Regions from separate parts of the Sus scrofa genome. Here region 2 is linked to region 1. The links are chromatin contacts, called in public HiChIP or PLAC-seq maps. All regions are on one chromosome and are shown on one strand. The core of a region is the stretch at or near the end of the contact, and the rest is flanking DNA. Distances in the headings are between cores, read along the strand shown. Region 1 holds the start of VAMP3 (vesicle-associated membrane protein 3). Region 2 holds the start of PARK7 (Parkinsonism associated deglycase).

Region 1 (6,846 bases), core at 3,201-5,700:
TAATTTTTTGGCCTTTACTTTCATGTGCAATGAGAATTACTTAGAGAAATTGGTGAAGCATGTAGCTTTTTTTAGTAGCCTTGGAAACGAGTCATTCTAAGGAATCATAAACCTTGCCTGGACATTGGCCACCTAAAAGATCAGTGTGGTGCTGCGTTCTGGCCAGTAAAGTCCATATTTTTGGCTATCTCTCATCCCAACGGAGCGGTTTCTGTGTATATATAGAAGGTAGAAACGGAAAGCGAGAAAACTATTTGAAAGGGATTATATTAATTGCTAAATATTTTATTCACAAAGGTCAGTAACATGGCAAGATAAAATTATTTGTATAGTTTTGTCTGAATGAGCGAGAAAAATGTGGATTATTGTTTGTATATATTGTATATATTAAAACAAAAGAGATACGTGCATGAACTCAAGAACAAAGAAATGAACAAAAGCAAAGCATTAGTGGCTATGGTCTGTAAAATGAAACAAAAAAAACTTTATTTCACTATAAGAGTACTTTATTTTAAATGTTCTTTAGAAGAACATTTTGCTAAAGCATGACTAAACTGCAAAAAAAAAAAAAAAGAGCTACTGTATTAAGACTTAGGAAAAAAGGCAGAGTAACATTACTTAAAAAAAAGGATATGTTTACATTTAATTTTGGCTACCAGGAGTTTATTTTCTTTTATTTAAAGATTTTTTTGCCAATGGTGCCAAGTAATGTGAATGCTGATATCGCTTAAGAAAATTAAGTTACTTTTGCTAAACAGATAATCATTAAGATGAATCCGTATATCGCGACACACCATCCACTCACTCCAACAAAGAACCCTTTAGAACGGTCAAAACCTGACAAAAGAAACAGGACAAGTAGAAATATGACTCACGTCTTCACATCTCCTGCTGGAAATCAGAAAATGTAATCAGAATTGCACGCACAAAAAAAAAAAAATAATAACGCAAAAGGATGCAAACCGGGCTTGTAGGGATGTCTTGGTATATTTGCTGTTTCCACATCATGAGGAGCCAAAGAAATCTGACGCTTTTAACAATTCAACAACTCATGTTAAATTAAGAGAATAAAGTTCGCATTTGCTGATGCCAGTTTAAAATTCCCGGGTTAAGTTTCAGGATCAGTTGGTGTAAAGCTGAGATAATCCGTTAGGTTTTGTTTGTGCCTGTGTTTTTTTCCTGGGTTCTGGCTGCCAACTGTAAGTTCAAACTCAAGGCTTGTTGTGAAGCCTAAAAATATTCACAAATCAGCTTTTAAACTGGTGTCTTAGAAAGAAGGTAGACACACAACGATTGTGGTAACAACGGGGGTCTGTGCTCTTGGTGCCTTTTCTATAATTGTACTTGTTTTTTAATTACTTCCTTTCACTGCCAACCTCGAATTACTGTACAGTACATGTCTTACTGCTTTGTGATCAGCTCTGACAACGTGCCAGCCCCACAACTCGTAGCCACCTGTGCATTTGTAAACTGACCTGACTCAGTTTTGTTTTTAAATGTGTGGGTTATGTTGCCGCTGTTGCAGTCCCCCGAATACCTATTATTTTACCCAAACTTGACCTGCAGGAGGACACTGAGTAACTTACAAACACCACCGCATTCATAAATGGGAACAGAACGTGAAAGCCAGCTCTTTCAGGATAGCCTATGCGAATACTGCATTCAGATCTGTTTATTCCATTTATCATGGTACAAATCTTTTGACAGGAGTAATGACCTCAGTGGATTTGCTTTAACCCTCCCGCCCCCCCTTTTTTTTTAATGTTTCACATGCCACATCATTAGCTGAGGACGTTCGAGACGCTGGGAGATAAAGATGGACATAGCATTAGGAGCGTTCTTAAGGAGGGGATAGGAAGTAGGTGCAGAACCTACCAGTTCAACTTATCAGTACAACTGTGAATCCCAGGTGAGGTACAAAAGCACCCCCGCGGAAACGAAGTGTTTCTGACCACTTTTCTCTTGGTTGTGAATCTTAATTTTGAATATAAGATGATAGGCAAGTGCAGCTTTCTTGGATAATCTCAATTCCCAAGTGCCAGGAGTAGGATTTCATTATAAAATTAATAGCTCATCTTATTCTGTCTCCTGAAGATTGAATTGCTCTTCTTGTTACCCATTTGAAATCAGCTGTACTGTGTGAACGAAATCCAGACAATAACTCGAACCCCTCTCTGGCTGCACGGTCGCTTATGGCAGTTCCACACAGTAGTTGGCGCCCAACGGGGGGTCCCTGAGACTTGCATGTAAAACTAGTCTAGATGTCTTCTTTTTGTAAGTTTTATTTTTGTAATTGTGCATGCAGAGCCTCATTGAATCAATGGATCTGTTGAAGAACTCAGCTGCTGGAAACCATGCAAAATGTTTTGAATTGCCCTTAAAATATGGAAAATGTTTTCTGAATGCTTTATATTCTTTCTGCTGTAAATTAAAAACGAAGAAAATTTCCCCATACTTTGTGTGTTTTGCCTTAACTTCACCTCATCTAGAAATCAGTATGTTTCGACTCCTTTGAAATCATTTTAAATATTTCCTTTTATCCCGATACAGTTTTTTGTGTGTTTGTTCTTTTCTTTTTTTCTCTTTTAGCCGCCCTGAGGCACGCATGGAATTCCCAGGCCAGGGATCAGATCCAAGTGGCAGCTTAGATCCCTTAACTCACTGTGCTGGGCTGGGTATCGAACCTGTGTCCTGGCCCTGCAGAGAGGTCGCTGATCCCATTGTGTCACAGTAGGAATGCCTGTTTTTGTTGTTTGGGTGGGTTTTTTTGGTTTGTTTGTTTTTAATGGCCACCAGTGCGGCATATGGAAGTCCCTGGGCCAGGGACTGAATCCAGGGCACAGCTGTGACCTATGTCATCAAACACACCGCAGCAACACCAGCTCTTTTAACCCTCTGCACCTGGCCCGGGATCAAACCTGCACCTCCACACCTGCGCAGGGACCCAAGCTGCTGCAGTTGGGCTCTTAACCCACTATGGCACAGTGGGAACTCCCAATGCAGTATTTTGACAGCGAACGTCACATAGCTTCAGATCTGCTCAGGAAAGAAGAAATTTCTCAGAGCCACTATTCCTAGAATACTTGCTTGCCAACTGTCTTCTCCAGCACCTCTCAACACATCAATCACTTGTCTACGTGCAGAAAGTTGAAGACACGGATCCAAATTCACCTTTCCAGTTAAAACCCTCTGCAGTTTTTTTAAAGCCTTCCTTTCTGAGCATTTGGTCGCTCATCTCATTCCCTTTCACCACAGACCTTCCTGTCTCCCTGGTGGACCCTCTTCCTTCTGATCCATCCCGGGGCTACTGCTGGACAAGTTCTGGGTGACAGATCTGCCGCAATCCATGAGACTTCAACGGTTTCGAGAGCCCACTGTGTTTACATGCCATTCTCCTTGCTTGTTAGTCTTTACCTTTTATTCAATCTTATTTTCACCTGTGCCCTAACCTGCACCAGTCCCACCACCACCCGCACCTCCTCGGTCTGTTCAAACCAGGTCCATCTTGAGTTTCTTTGTCTATGAAAGGTTGTTCCTCCCATGCCTGGAAACTCTCCTTTTTGCCACTTGATCCAACTCAAATCTCACCTCCTCTGTCTTGCTTTCTTGTCTATTTTTATTTGTTCATGTAGTGATTTAAAATTTTTTCATTATAGCCTAGTTTACAGTGTTCTGTCAATTTTCTACTGTATTTCCTAATTTTTTTATATAGTGAACTCTCCTGTTTATTTTAATATACATCAATATTTCTTTTTCCAATTATCCCATTTAGGGTTGCAACAGACAGTTTGGTGTTTATTTTTTCATTTCTCATCGAATCTGCCGGTTGACCTCCCGGTGTTCTGTGGTGTTTGTTTAGTGTAGGAGTTGCCTGTGGTGGTAGGAATAATGTCAGGAGCAATTTAATACCTTGCAGAGTAACTCACTGAATTGGTGCCTGGGCCTCAACCCAAATCAAAAGCTGGGGACCTACTCCCTACTGGGGGGGTCCAGAAATACAGAACCATACAAAGCCCAGTTACTGATGTGAAGGCTCCTGTAAACGGGTTATAATAAGCTCTGTGCAATGACAAATATTTGTGTCACAAATGACTACACGAAGAGAGGGACCCTAGGCCCAATCAATGCCTCTGACGAATACCCTGAAGGAGCTTCAGGTCTTATTTTAAAAGTTTCCTGGGGAAATGCGGTGTCTCTAGCATCACTGGGTAAGACGCAACGTTAAGCAGAAGCCCATGGGCTGTCACTGATACCGTCACGGCCACAGGAATGACCCACGGGCCCAGAATAACGTAAAGCGCCCCCACCCCCGACCACCCACACAGTCCCTTTCCCGGGACTAAGGCTCCGGGCCCCCAGGGTCAGGGCGGCCGGCCGTGGGGGGAGGGAGCGGAACCGCCCTCCGGGCCCGCCCCCGAGGCGCCCCGCCCCTTCCGGCGCGCCCCTCGCCGCCGCGCACGCCCCGTCCACCCCGTCAGCCCCTCCCTTTGACGTCATCGGCCCCGCGCCGCCGCCACCGCCGCCTGCGCCTGGCCCCGCCCAGGTTCCCCGCCTCAGGTCCCGCTGCGCCTCTTCGTCGATTCTCGCCCGCTGTCGCCGCCGCCGAAATGTGAGTGACACAAGGCGACACGGAGCGACCTCGGGCCCTGGGGGCGGCGGCCAGTGGCTGGGACCCCGGCCCGGCTCGGCCTGGCTCCCTTCTGCAGCGTCTCGGACGCGGGCCGAGGCTTCGCGGGGGCTCCCGAGGCCTGGGGGTGGGCGGCGGGCGGCCCCGGGGATACGAGCTGCAGACGGGCCGGGTCGGCCCTGGGCGTTGCCTGCCGCCCCGGAGGGCCCTGCGGCGGTCGCGCGGCCGCGGAAGGGGCGAGGGCGGGGCGGCCGGTGTTTCCCAGCGGAGGGGAAAGCCCTTCCCCGTCCCATTTTCTCCTCCCCTCCCTCCGCCCCTCCCCGTCCCATTTTCTCCTCCTTCCCGTTCCAAGTTGACTGAGGGGAGCTGTGGCCACTGCCCTCGTCCTGGAGACCTGCTCGCTATCGGGTTGGGTTGGGCTCCGGAAGTTGCAAGGGAGGGGCCTTCAGCCCTGTCTTGAGGCACTTGCGGTCAGAGTGGGTCAGAGTGGACTCGGGCGCATAGCCGTAGGCCTTCTCTCTTTTTTTTTTAAGCCGAAGCATTCTTGTTGTGACCCTTGAAAGCGGGGAGTTTCCGGTGGTAACATCCAGGGAACTCTTAAGTGTCAAAAATCACAGGGAGCCCCTGTCCCCACTCCAGCCTGCTCAGTGCTCACCCCAGAGGAGAAAGGAATGGGTGCTTTCCTAGGGTTCCTAACGGAGCAAGAGACACCACTCCGGAGTGTATGTACCTCCTTGAAGCTGCCGTGCCGGCTCTCGGTGTGTGAAGTCCAGATCTGTAGAATTATGCAGAACCTAATCTAAACACAGGCGCCACTGCAGCCAGTGGTGTCAACTTTCTAAAGCTATTCATCTATAAAATGAGGTTAACAATAGTGTTCCCTCAAAGAGTTTTGGGGATTAAATGAGAAGATGCACCAACACATGGCCCTTTGCTGTTATCTCTCAGACAATAAACTCTCTGAGGGCAAGGGTGGGATCTCCTTTATCATTGGTCTTTGACACATGATAGATATGAAATAACTGTTGAATCAATGAATCAGTGGCTGTTATATGCAAGATAAGTGCTCTAGGTGCTGTCTGGGATACTGGAAGAGACGTGTAAGACACAGGAGTCGGTGATCTGTTAGAGAGGGCAAGACTCTATTAATACATGAAAAATCAAAGCATTGCCAACCAAGTAATGGAAGCAATTAGGACTTCCTAGCCTGCGTGGTCGTGAAAGGTCTGCCTGGGGAAAAATAAAGCTTTCAATGAGGGTTTAAAAGAGGCACCTTTTTGGAGTTCCTGTTGTGGCTCAGCACTTAGCTAACCCAAATAGCATCCATGAAGACACGGGTTCGATCCCTGGCTTCACTCCGTGGGTTAAGGATCTGGCGTTGCCACGAGCTGTGGTGTAGGTCGAAGACGAGGCTCAAATTCCGAGTTGCTGTGGCTGTGGTGTAGGCTGGCAGCTGTAGCTTCGATTGGACCCCTAGCCTGGAAACCTCCATGTGCTGCGGGTGTGGCCCTAAAAGGCAAACATACAAAAAAAAAAAAAAAGTACCTATTTAGCGAAGAAGAAGCGTGGCTTCGTCTTACCTTTTCCACTCCCAGTGCCTTCTACTCGGCATCTGGGTCTTCCCAACTCTGTTTCTCTAAGTGAATCTATTTCCTCATACTGGAAAAGGGCATTTTATGATTGTTTATACAATTCTTTGCCACAGCGAAAAGATCAGAAGATTGCTGAGTGCATTTAAGTAGACTTATACCTTCAAACAAGTCATAAAAAATGGGAAAATAGGAGTTCCCTTCGGGGCTCAGCGGTTAATGAACTTGACTAGGATCCATGAGGATGTGGGTTCAATCCCTGGCCTCGCTCAGTGGGTTAAAGATCCCACGTTGGCACAAGCTGTGGTGTAGGTTGCAGACGCAGCTCGGATCCCCAGTTGCAGTGGCTGTGGTGTAGTCCGGCAGCTGTGGCTCCGATTCCACCACTAGCCTGGGAACCTCCATAAGCTGCAGGGCGCAGCCCTAAAAAAAGGCAAAAAAATAGGGAAAATAGAGTTTACTTATCTTAGGATCAGGTGCTTTTGTGATACAAAGTAGATCCTGTTAAATCTCATTTCAGACCTTGATCACTTTTAACATGTGGGTGAATCTCTGAAATTATAGAGAAACTAGAAGAAATGGCATTAGAACCTTTGTTCATTACTGCAGGAAGGATTTCCTTTTTCCGCT
Region 2 (6,846 bases), core at 2,122-4,621, 160 kb after region 1:
AATCTAGGTACTACATTCTGTTCCCTGGAGGAAGGCTCTTCTTATGGCAACGCAAAAGCACAAGAAAGCCAGCCTAATCATCAGGTCACTGCTTTTCAGGGCTTTGATCAGGTCATGTCACGTTAGCCAAAGCAAGGACAAACCCAAAGTCAAGGGGCTGCAGGTGGAAGAGGAAAGAGTAAATATTTCTGGAAAAGAATCCAATCTAGGGAGCTCCCTGGTGGTCTAGTGGTTAGGACTCAGCGCTTTCACCGTTGCGACCCAGATTCAATCCCTAGTCTGGGAACTGAGATCCTACATCAAGCTGCTGCATGCTGCAGCCAAAAATAAAAAATAAGTAAATAAAAACCCAATCTACCCTAAATATTATTTTTGAGTTTTAAAAACTGTATGTATTATATTCATTTGATAAAAATTCACTCTGACTCAGGTCCCTTTGAGAGCCTGAAGGCAGTGCAGATGTGCCAGCAGTGTTAACTCAGACTCTTTCTCTCTCTCAGTGAACTATCATTGTCTTGCCATTTTTATTCTGACTGTCTCATGCTGCAGCAGGCCATCAGCATGTTCATTTCTGTATAAGAATTCAGTACAGGCACTAGAGCAAAACAGCCTGTCTTCTCTTGGTTTTCCTCCTGTAGACCTGAATCTTTCATTGGTTCTTGAGGCATGTCTGACCACTTGCCTTCTCTCCCTCTCTGTCTCTCCTGTTTCCCACACCCCTTCAAAATTAAAAGGAGGTGACTTTTGCCTTCATCCTTTGCAGACAGCCAAAGATGAAGTCATTCTAGAACACCCAAAACGTTTTCTTCTTAAAGTGCAAAATGATTGAAGACACTTAAATTTTTTTGCTTGAGTGCAGAGTAGTGCATAAATTAATTGCATATATAAATCTACGTACAATTTAAAAAATTAAATCAAAACCATTCTCACCCCGATTGTAAGGGTCACATGAAATATATGAAAGTGCTCTGCAAACCAACAAAGAAAAACAGCATGTTATTTCTTGAAAGTAAACATAGGTTTAATATCTAAATTGAAACTTTAAAAACTGACATTTTTTAAAAAACTTTTTTAGGAGTGTGGGCAGCAGGTTAAGAACCCAACTAGTATCCATGAGGATGCAGGTTCAATCCCTGGCTTCGCTCAGTGGGTTAAGGATCCAGCATTGCACCAAGCTGCTGTGTAGATCACAAATGTGGCTCAGATGTGGCATTACTGTGGCTGTGGTATAGGCTGGCAGCTCCAGCTTTGATTCAACCCCTAGCATGTGGGAACTTCCATCTGCCGCAGGTGTGGCCCTAAAAAGAATAATAAAAAAAAAAAATGTAACTCAAAATGTATCAACATGTAAGAAATATAAAATGTAAAAACCTGTTTGGTTTCATATATTACTGGTGAGAATGATAAGTGATTCATCTTGTATGGAGTTGCTCAAATGCACTTCCCCCTTCTGGGAATTTACCCTCCAGTTATACCTGCGCAAGTAGGACATATGAATGTGGTCATTCAGTGTATGCTGTTGGCAGAAATCAGTTGGAAATAACCTAAGTGTTAGCAGTAGGGCACCAGCAAATAAACTGTGTCCACAAAGGGATACTATCTCTCCAGGGAGAAAAATGAGGAATTTCTTTTTGATATGGAAAATCTCCAAGATATTCCCAAGAAGGTAGTGGCAACAGGAAAGGAAGTGCAGAACGATATAAATGCTCTGCTACATTTCTGTGAGCAAGAAGGAAAATAATAGTACACACTTGCATCTGCTTGTGCATGCAAAAAGCAATAGTGGAAATGAGTAACATTGTTACCTAGGATGCGGAAATGGAACTGGATAGGGACCTGCTGCCAGAGATGCGAGACCTCTGCTCAATGTAACCGCTATCATTTTGGATTTGGAGACTAGCAAAAGTAGCAATATTCAAAGATTTCCAAAACTAAACTTTGAGATTGTGGCTCTTAAAAAAATAAAATAACAAGGCCTTTAGCTAGCCAAGATGAGTTTAACGAATAGTAGAAGGATTGCAATTCAGGACAAGCCAACTAAGGCGAACCATAGGCAACTGCAAGGAGATGAAAGGAAGGCCAGCTTGTATTAGATTTTATAGGGAAATTTGGGAGGGCTACCGTGGGTTTTTTTATTTTGTTTTGTTTGGCTTTTTAGGGCCGCACCCGCTGCATATGGAAGTTCCCAGGCTAGGGGAGGAATGGGAGCTACAGCTGCCTGCCACAGCCACAGCCACGCCAGATCCAAGCTGCACCTGCGACCTACATCACAGCTCACCGCCATGCCAGATACTTAACACCCCTGAGCGAGTCAGGGATAGAACCCATATTTTCATGAATACTAATTGGGTTCCTCAACGCTGAGCTACAAGGGGAACTCCAGGAATAAGGTATTTTTAAAATATGGTATGTACTTTTTAAAACATGCTATTGCCCACTTAATAGACTATAGTGTAACTTTATGTGCACTAGAAAACCAAAAAAAGTCCTGTCTTCCTTTATTGCATAGCTGCTTTATAGCGGTTGTCTGGGACCCATGTGTTATCTCCCAGGTACACCTGGAGATAGGTCTGAATTATGTGCTCAGCGGTCACACTAATCCTGTGGATGCAGAAGCAGCATTGGAATACTTAAAAAAAAAATTGTTTTTTGAGAAACTAATACACGTGAAATTATCCATCCTAACCCAATTAGTCACGGGAACAGGTGATGAAGCTTGGGAAGACTTTGAAGAATCCTAATAGTGCGGAGGAGAATCCTAATAGTTCGAGAAGGAGCTCCAGGAAATAGGAACAATGCAAAGGGAGACCCAGGTCCACACAGGCGACGTAAAGAAACAATTCTGTTTTGCTAAATTGTGTGTTTAAAGAAAGCCGCCACGGCTCTCTAGACCGCACAACACGTCCACGCTGAGGCACAAAGCGGGTTCATTTCAGGGTGCGCCCGGGAGCACTGTAGGGGTACAACAGGCAGGCGAACCCCAAGGTTCTCCAAGCTGGGTTCGGCCGGATGTGACGGAACGCGAGGCCCGCGCCCTATCTCTACGCAGTGCGGGGCTGAGGATGCGGGGCCGAGGATGCGGGGCCGAGGATGCCGGCCGGGCGGCGTGCGCCTGCGCAGTGCGGGGCCGAGGATGTCGGCCGGCGGCGTGCGCCTGCGCGGTGCGGGGCGAGGATGCCGGCCGGCGGCGTGCGCCTGCGCGGTGCGGGGCGATGGCAAGCCGGACGGCGTGCGCCTGCGCGGTGCGGGACTGAGGCCAGAGCCTGGGGGCACGCGTGCGTACTCGGGTAGATTCCCGTTTAGTCCGGTTCTGGCCCAGTTGTCCTCGCAGGGACCAGAACGGGCCGAAGCGCTGCGTCTGCGGGAAGAAGCGAGGTTCAGGTCGGGGCCTTGGGGAGCGCGGCGCGTGCGCAGGCCGTGGCTCTGGGGGCGGCGAGGGGGTGCTGAGCCCCCGCTGGAGGGTGGCGGGGCCGCGGAAGGGAGCGCCCCAGAGGGTCCGCAAGGCTCAGGGCCTTGGGGAGCACGAATGGAATCAGGCGGCCTCCCGGGGTGAGCGGATGACGCCTTCGGCCGCCGGCGTGGTACCAGCTCTACGGCTGCGAAAATTTGCGTGCATACCGTCCCACCCGCTTGGGGCTAGTTAATCTTGTGTTTGCTGACGTCATTTTATTATAATCCGTTTTGCACGGAAAACAAACTCTAGAAAAAGAGTAGGCTATAAGCTGTTCAGACCCTAGCTTAGCAGCTCTCCTGTGTAAGAGAGCTAAGTGCAAAGAGAGACAGTCTAGCAGGATTGGGTTTAACGAGGGGGATTCCCATCTTAATCTGTCATTTAAGAAAAAAAAGTGTTCAAATATTTAACACTGTTAACCCCCACCCCGCCCCAGAATTTTCAGTGCAGTTATTGGAACTAAAAAAAAAAAAAAAAAAATTCCTCCAAAAATTTCAGGGGCTAATAGTTAAAACCTGTGTATTTCGTTTTTTACCCGTGAAAGTTCAGTCCCGTCCTTGTGAACTAGTGCTTGAAAAAGGAGGCGTTTTATCTCCCCCGCATTGTGTGAAATGCAAGACCTAGGAACTTGGGTCTTGGAAAACCTCATCTGTGATATGTTATTGGAAATTGGATTTAAAAAAAAACAAAATCTAAGCAATAATGACACGTGGTGGCAACCTTACTGTGTTTTCACCTCAAAGAGCAGCAGCTGAAATTCTTTGGGAACCCTAAAGTGCTTCTTCCTATTCATTTGTGCTTGTCTATCAAAACCTTTCTGTAGGAGCACTTAGTTACTCTGCTTAAAAAAGTTTCTAAATTGAAAGTTTTTGGCTCTTAGAGGGTGAAAGTTTTTCCGAAATCTTTTTTTTTTCTTTCTTTCCAGTTAAGTCTTCAGAAAATACAACATAAGAATGGCTTCTAAAAGGGCTCTGGTCATCCTGGCTAAAGGAGCAGAGGAGATGGAGACGGTTATTCCTGTAGATGTCATGAGACGAGCTGGAGTAAGTCCTCCAAAGTTTTCTAGCCCTCCTCCCTTTTAAAACATTTTTTTTTTTTAAATTGATTTTTGTCATTTTGAATGGAGTAATGTTCGGTGTACTTTATGAAATATTTTAAAAGTACACGACCGTACAGAGACTACATAGAACCAATTACCTGTTTATACACTTTTCCACGTTTAGTACTTGTTAACATCCCATATTTCTTACAGACCTGTTTTTTTGTTTTGTTTCTTTTTTTTTTTTTTTTTTGTCTTGTTAGGGCCACACCTGAAGCATAAGGAGGTTTCTAGGCAAGGGGTTGAATCTGAGCTGTAGCCGCTGGCCTGTGCCACAGCAATGCCAGATCTGAGCCGCATCTGTGACCTATACCACAGCTCACAGCAATGCTGGATCCTTAATCCACCAGGTGAGGCCGGGGATCAAACCTGCATCCTCATGGATCCTAGTCAGATTCATTTCTGCTGAGCCACGACAGGAACCCCCCTGTTTCTTTTTTTTTTTAAATTTTATTTAATTGAAGTGTAGTTGATTTACAGTGTCGTGTTGGTTTCTGACGTACAGCAGAGTGATTCGTATGTGTATACACACACACACACGTTCTGTTTTGTATTTTCTTTTTCATTATGGTTTATTATGGGAAAGTGAATATGGTTCACTGTGGTGTACAGTAGGACTTTGTTGTTTATCCATTGTATGTGTAGTAGTTTGCATCTGCTGAGCACAGACTCCCAATATGCCCCTCCCCTTGCCCCTCCCTTCTGGGAACGCAAGTCTCTTCTCCAGGTCACACCTGTTTCTTGAAGAACAAACGTGTTTTAAAGGAATAAAGCATCCTAAAGCCCTGTTTGTAAATTTCCCTAATCCTATTCCCCTTCTGGGCCTGGAGATCAAGACTCTTCTCACACTAAGGTGTATCCATCCTGTGCATGTCTTTCAAGTAGCATTAGGCTCCAGCTCTCATTTTGTCTGTATTATAAACCTGTATCATAACATTGAATACTTACATAGCTTGTACTGCATACTGGGTGTCATTCTGAGCACTTGCATTCTCTTAAAATGTTACAACAACTCTGAGTCGTAACTCTGCTGTTGCAAGTTACACCAAGGGCAATAATAAAAAGTTATTGCCATCCTCCTTTTACAGTTAAAGAAATGGAGGCACAGAGACATTATTCCATCCATCCATCAGTCAGTGAAATATTTAAAGTGCTCATGCTGTACTAAAGATACCGATCTAGTCTGCTTAATTTAAAATTGCTGCTCAGTATCGCACCACAGGAAGATGCCTGCACTGTCCTTTCTTCTGTTACATCGCTTCACAGGATTGTCACGCTCTGGGACAGGATTCCTTGTTCGGAGTGTGGAAGTTCTCTAGACTCTGAGCCTAAAAGGACGTGCTGGTCAGTTGGTCGATGTTATTGGATTCTGTCAAACCATCCAGAATACTAGCATGTGGGAGTTCCCTGGTGGTCTAATGGTTAGGACTCGGCACTTTCACTGCTGCAGCCTAGGTTCGATCCCTGGTCTGGGAATTCAGATCCCACATCGAGCCGCTGCTCACCACCGCCAAAAACAAAACAACAAAACAGACTAAAGTGCTGATACCTGGGCCCACAAGCCTTGAGGAAAATTCCCATTTTTCTCAGTATTTTCTACTTTATACATTTTTGCAAGGTAGGGTAGTATTTTGTTGTTTTAGCTCACGTCTCTACCTTACAAAAATCCCGTGAGGTTTAAATGGCAACAGCACCTTGGCAGGTGGATTGTGGATAGAATGATCATATTGATTGATCACCCAAACCAGACCCCTTGGTGGGAGGAAGGACATGAGGCAGACAGAGTGCTGGGACAGCATCACAGGCAACGGGGACAGACCTAGAGATGAGCGATAGTTAAGCAGCACATGAGCCTAAAGTCAGCATGGCTTTGTTGCAGTATTTCCTGCCAAGTTTTTTTAAGACACATGGCAGCTGTGAAAATGTTACTCTAAATTTATGTTTCAGTGTTATGAAATATCACGATGACGTCTTTCTCTTAGATTAAGGTCACCGTTGCAGGCCTGGCTGGAAAAGATCCGGTGCAGTGTAGCCGTGATGTTGTCATTTGTCCCGACGCCAGCCTGGAAGATGCCAAAAAAGAGGTTTGTGCTCCATCCTGGGAATGACTCCTCCTGTGGCTCCTTTGCCGGTTTCTTGAGCTGTCTTTGACTGCACCTAAGGCTGCCGTTAGCACAGGCTTATTGTAAGAAGGTGACTTTGCCTGGACGTCTTTGCCACTAAACTTGGCCCTGCGAAGTGGAGAGCTTCGCCTTCCATTCTGTGTCCGCGGAAGCTGGCAGGGCCCCGCCTCCGA

The links. HiChIP or PLAC-seq counts read pairs in DNA pulled down with a chosen protein or histone mark.
Region 2: an H3K27ac HiChIP or PLAC-seq map of alveolar macrophages shows a contact between it and region 1. The contact joins the promoter of PARK7 here to the promoter of VAMP3 in region 1. A contact is called at or near these places in 1 of 5 promoter capture datasets (liver), 1 of 47 Hi-C or Micro-C datasets (liver) and 1 of 2 datasets of contacts at active chromatin or transcription factors (alveolar macrophages).

Annotation. Positions count from the first base shown.
Region 1 is chr6:68,469,471-68,476,316 of Sscrofa11.1, forward strand. It overlaps VAMP3 (vesicle-associated membrane protein 3), which reads left to right and starts at 4,451. Exons shown (of 5, transcript XM_021095270.1): 1 at 4,451-4,609. The coding sequence starts at 4,608. CAMTA1 (calmodulin-binding transcription activator 1) reads left to right here. Exons shown (of 23, transcript XM_021097514.1): 23 at 1-2,452.
Region 2 is chr6:68,625,956-68,632,801 of Sscrofa11.1, forward strand. It overlaps PARK7 (Parkinsonism associated deglycase), which reads left to right and starts at 3,372. Exons shown (of 7, transcript NM_001078663.1): 1 at 3,372-3,381; 2 at 4,377-4,494; 3 at 6,533-6,634. The coding sequence starts at 4,405. It overlaps TRNAE-UUC (a tRNA gene), which reads left to right and starts at 5,955; the gene lies at 5,955-6,026.